Regions from separate parts of the Gossypium hirsutum genome. Here region 2 is linked to region 1. The links are chromatin contacts, called in public Hi-C maps. All regions are on one chromosome and are shown on one strand. Each heading gives the region's core, a stretch centred on a gene start, on an enhancer-like site or on the middle of the called end of the contact. The rest is flanking DNA. Distances are from core to core; before and after follow the strand shown.

Evidence for each region. A called contact is a pair of places that touch in the nucleus more often than the background predicts.
Region 2: a contact with region 1 is called in a Hi-C map of leaf, with 2.0 times the contacts expected there. The contact joins the promoter of LOC107938297 here to the promoter of LOC107939655 in region 1. A contact is called at or near these places in 8 of 34 Hi-C or Micro-C datasets (callus, fibers and leaf).

What each region holds. Positions count from the first base shown.
Region 1 is chrA02:6,805,194-6,807,893 of Gossypium_hirsutum_v2.1, forward strand. LOC107939655 (ISWI chromatin-remodeling complex ATPase CHR11) reads left to right here and starts at 1,281. Exons shown (of 25, transcript XM_016873015.2): 1 at 1,281-1,594; 2 at 1,854-1,985; 3 at 2,065-2,171; 4 at 2,375-2,481; 5 at 2,575-2,672. The coding sequence starts at 1,394.
Region 2 is chrA02:6,966,288-6,969,103 of Gossypium_hirsutum_v2.1, forward strand. It overlaps LOC107938297 (transcription termination factor MTERF6, chloroplastic/mitochondrial), which reads right to left and starts at 1,545. Exons shown (of 1, transcript XM_016871394.2): 1 at 370-1,545. The coding sequence starts at 1,545. The coding sequence ends at 370.

The sequences.
Region 1 (2,700 bases), core at 31-2,530:
TATATTAAGTTGAAACAAGTTTTTCATCTTCTTTAAGGACAGGAAGTTCAAAAACTCACTAATCATTGTTTTAATTATTCAATGGCAGGTTATTGTATAATACACAACAAGCATGGTCCGTTTGTTGGTACACTGGAGTAGTTTGAATTATAGGAATAAAACTCTCTATATTACTGCTAGCTTTTGCTATTACTGTCCTTGTTGTAACGTTGTAATCCAGTAACTAGTAACTTGCTTGTTGCAGTATTTGAGGGTTTAAGTGTTGTTTAGGATATTTGTGATTGTGAATCATCCTATGATTCCATCTTTCATGCAAACTCTATATTCTACTATTTTTCATTTTTTTTTTAATTTCAATGTGATTTGTGTGTTTTTTTTATTTTCACTATCATCCTATGATTATGTTGAATTGTAAAAAAGCAATATTTATTCTTTAAATTTGAATTCTTTTTAATTTAGTTATTGAATTTTTTTTATCAATATTAGTTCTCGAACTTAATTTGAACTAATAGAATTAATGAAAAAAATGTTAAGAAGTATCTAAAATGATAATATTTTCTCAATGTTAAGGGTAAATTTAATTTATTTCAACATCTAATTTATATTTTATAAAATTTTAAAAGTATGACTAAAGACAAATTAAAAACTTTTCTACTTTTTCATTCATAAATATTGTAATAATTTCTTGTAGCCCCGGTCCGAGCCCAAACGCCACGCACCGCGAACCCCGAGCTGCCGGCGGGAAATTTCCATTTCCTTTTGTGGCGGGAAATTCCTCACTTAACAGTTGACACATTAACCACGGTCTATTGTTAGTTTTAATCCCTATACTATGTTAAAATTCAGAATTTAATTAATCTATTTTACTTTGGCATAATTTAGTCTCTGTTTTTTTTTATAAAATCATATGCATACCCAAATTGATAATAATTTTACGTGATACTGTTAAAGGATTATATGAATTTTATTATTATTATCATTATTTGATCATACAGTCAAAATCATATAAAATCATATTTAACCCAAATTAATCTACATGCCATGGGAATGCTTAAAGTTGTCTTGAAAAAAATCGAAATTATATCTTTAATGGAAATGACTAAGAATGTTATTAATTTGAACCTAATGATCATATTAAAAAAATAGAGATCAAATTATGTAAAAAATTAAATCTAAAATTTTAAAGGGACTATAACTAGAATTATACCCTCAAGTTTCCCAAATGGAACGGCTGCGCTTTAACCCTACTAATTTATATTTGTATCCTTTCCATGTACCCAAAGTCGGTCTCTCGATTTTATTTATTTATTCATCTCTTTTTTATTTTTCTTTTCGTTTATCATTGAAGAGGGAAAAACAACAACAACAACGTTCTAATAAACTTGAAGAAGAGATGGCAAAATCGTCGAAGCCGGCGTCGTCCGATGAAGAACTGTACAATGGTTCGAGTTCATCAGAAGAGGAGCGAATGAGCGCCCAGGTCAACGGCGAAGAAGACGATGAGGAGGAGATTGAAGCTGTTGCTCGCTCCGCCGACGCCTCCGACGAAGATGATGACGCCGTCCCTGAAGAAAACGCCGATGATGCTGATTATGTAATTTTACGATTGTGACACACTTAGCTTTCTCCTTTTACTTTGCTTTCGATTTTTTACTATTTTGGCTGTCGGACTTAGCTGTTTTCTTGCTATTTGTTTCTAGGGTTTGCTAATGACTGTAAAATTGTATTTCTAAGCTTTTAGTTTTCATGTTTTAGTATATATTTTGCTTCTAGGGTTTTAGTAAGTTGCTGGAAAGGTTAATCTGCACTTTATTGTTTATTTCTAGGATTTTAAGATTATTATTTTTGTTTAGGATGAGTCTAATGGGGCTGATCCAGAAACTAGTAAGCGAGAGAAGGAGAGACTGAAAGAAATGCAGAAACTAAAGAAGCAGAAGATTCAGGAAATACTGGATACTCAAAATGCTAACATTGACGCTGATATGGTCCGTATTCTGGGGAAAAGTTTGTATTCTGTTCATTTTAAGTTAATTTATGGTTTGCTAATGTTTAGTTGAATGACAGAATAATAAGGGAAGGGGTCGGTTGAAGTATCTTTTGCAGCAGACAGAGTTGTTTTCTCATTTTGCTAAAGGTGACCCAAATTCATCACAAAAGAAGGTGAAAGGAAGGTATGCATGTTTTCTTTTATGCTAAAGATGTTGAAATACGTGATTCTCATGTTTTTGTTGTTTCCATGATATTACTGGTTGGAAGTGATGGATTCTTTCTATTGGTTTTTAATGACTTGTTTGGAGTATTGGAACTGTTTTATGCTCTAATGGTTTTGATTTAGACTTCCTCTCGTAATGGCTTCTTCCACTTGTTAAATTAGGGGTCGACATGCATCAAAAATAACTGAAGAGGAAGAAGATGAAGAGTACCTCAAGGAGGAAGAAGACGGTTTGTCTGGGAACACGCGATTGGTGACTCAGCCTTCTTGTAAGTTCACTCTCTTATCCATCAGTTGGGGAACTCAGTTCAAATGGTTCAATTTCTGTTGTATATTTTCGGTTTACTTTTTTCTTTCTCCAGGTATTCAGGGAAAGATGAGGGACTACCAACTTGCTGGTTTAAACTGGCTTATACGACTGTATGAGAATGGTATAAATGGTATTCTTGCAGATGAAATGGTATGTGCTGTAGCCTTGGTTTTAAAGA
Region 2 (2,816 bases), core at 295-2,794, 160 kb after region 1:
TTAAAACCAAAGTAAACCTAGAAGGATATAACCACAATGACAAAGCTACACCAAAACCAACACCAAATTTGATCCTCACAACTTTGAACAAACCAAAAAAGCAAAGCTTAAAAGAGTTGCAGAGCATCAAAAATGAACATCAATGGAACTAAACCAACAAATAAAGTGAGGCTCATGTCACAGTTGCATTTTTGAACAAGTAAGACAATTAAACTACAAAAAACAGTCTGCAAAGTTTCACCTACGATAAGATTCTCAATGCTGCTAACAAGAGTAAATCTATAGCAAGTTTTAGATCATAAGAAAGAATTCAATCCAATAATAAAAAGAAAACCGGCTCAATCGAATATGTTACGTTCTACAACTAGCTCAATTTGATTTATATTTGCCTCTTACCGCGAATTTGAGTTTTTCTTCGTACAGCTTTAACAGCTCAGGAGCTTTGTCTTTATATTGGTTAACAAACCTTTGAACAAACACCTTTTCTGAAGTTCCAAACACGACTGAAAATTTCAAGTCCTTAATCAAACCTTTCGACAACAACTCTCGAGCAAACAAGGCCCTTGGAACAATCCGTTTCTCCAAGCTCCGAGAGATAACACTCGGATGATTAGCTAGAATCAAAGATTGAAACCCCATTTCATTCACTAAGAAATCCATGATTGCCGTGATCTTCTCCTTCGACGCTTCCAAAACACCGGGATACCTTCGAAAAGCTTCCCAAATCTCATCATCAGACCAACCCCATTTCTTATAAACATCAAACTTACTCTCCATCGCAGGTTTACTCACTTTTCTAAACAAAATGACAGCATGAAGGAACTTAACCAACAATGGATTAAACCCCATTTCCTTAACATCCTTAACAATCTCCTTAAACCGATCCGGCAACATAACGAAAGACCATGGATGGTAATTAAACATAGTTACGATATTCGATTCAGGCACACCATTATCTATCAAAGTTTTGATATTAGGCAACACATAAGTATCGAAATTACATACCATTAAATACGGATTTCTCCTTAGAGCTGTAATGGCCTTTGAATCAGATTGGAGAAGCTTGCTTAATTGATTGAAACAAGGGATTATCCGTTTCTCTAAGCTACGACTTAAAATCCTGGGATTGTAAACTAAGAGCTTAGAAATTTCAGGGCCTGTGACACCTTTAGATTGAAAGAACTGGAATTTGGGCAAGAAGGTTTTCTCGACATCGGAACAGAGGAGAGCGGGTCGGGTGAGGATGATTTGTCTGATTTGGGTGTCGGAAAACCCGTGTTGCTCTAAGAATGCAATGACGGAATCGGGTTTTTCCGGGGTTTTGAAATGGACATATTTGGAGATTCTGAGAGCGGATTCTGGGGGGAACCCAAGTTTGGTTCTGAGGTAAGAGACTGTAAAAGATTGGGGGTTTTGGGATTTGGTTTTGTTTGAGATGCGTCGAACAGTGAAGAACAGTGATGGGTTGTTTGAGAAGGAATTGTTCGTAACAATGTGTAAAAGCTTAAAGAAATCGTTGATGTTTTTGGTAAAAGAATTCAACATTTTTGGGGCATTGAAATGAAATCAAGGTTAGATACTCGGACAAAGAGGCCAAAAGAAGACTAAACAAAGGTCTCAACTTTGAAACGCAGACAACAGAGGTCGTTCTTCACTTTCCAAGGCCGTCTTTGTGTGTGTTGACAGTAAACCCCCCAAAACCCAAACCCTTAAAACTTCTATCATATAAGTGATACAATTAGAGAGGACAATGGCGCAAAACGGGAGTCCATATTACTAAATTCACCGCCTCTCCATATTTATATACTTTGCTTCCTTATATGTCGTGCTCCACTATTATATATAATTTTGAAATTCACTACTCCGCTTTAATCTAATTTTTACCATTTATTTTTAATATTTTTAAAATTAAGTAAATATTTAAAAATAATCTTTAAAAAATATTTAAATATAAAATATATTATTTTTTAATAATATAGTATTGTATTTTTATCATTTTAATAGATAAATATAAATATAATATGATAATTTTATGTAATAGAATGAAGTGAGGTAGGGCAAAATAATTATCATAATCCCTTCATATTTATTGTCTGAAAAAAAAATTCTATCCCGCCCCACATTCACTTTTCAAAAAAAATCCACTTCATATGGAGCGGATCGATTCAGAATCTATGGGACTATTTAAATTTTGTCATCCCTAGATACAATTACAATAGGAAAAAGAGAGAAAAGGTTTCCAACCATAGGCATTGAACCCTAAACCTCATTCCAATCAACTTGAAATCCACATAAATTTATCTATAAATCAATGACGTGATTGAAAACATTAAATGTTAATTTTGATAATACAAATAAATTAAATTATAAGCATGCAAGTATTTATCTATCATATAGACCACTTCTATATCAAGATGACAAAATAAAAATATGTTAATAAATTTTAGGCTAAAATGTCAAATAAATCCTCTAAAAATAATTTAAAAATAAAATTCTCTTGTTGAATAGTGTGCCCAATTAAATCCTTTGAATATGAATTAATCTCATTGAATTTATTTAGGCCCTTAAATATTAAGGTGATCAAGGGTGAGTATATTTAAGTTGGTTAGGGGTGAGTGTTGAATTAAAACAAGTTAAATTGGGTAAAAAGATTTCGAATTAATCGAATTTTTAAGTTTATTTTATCATCTTCAAAGTTCAAATAGAGTAAAGTCAAATCGATTAAAATTATTTAAGTTAAATTAAAAAAATAAAATATATCAAATTAAAATATTATTACAATGTAATTAATTCTATGTTAGAGCATATAAATTAGA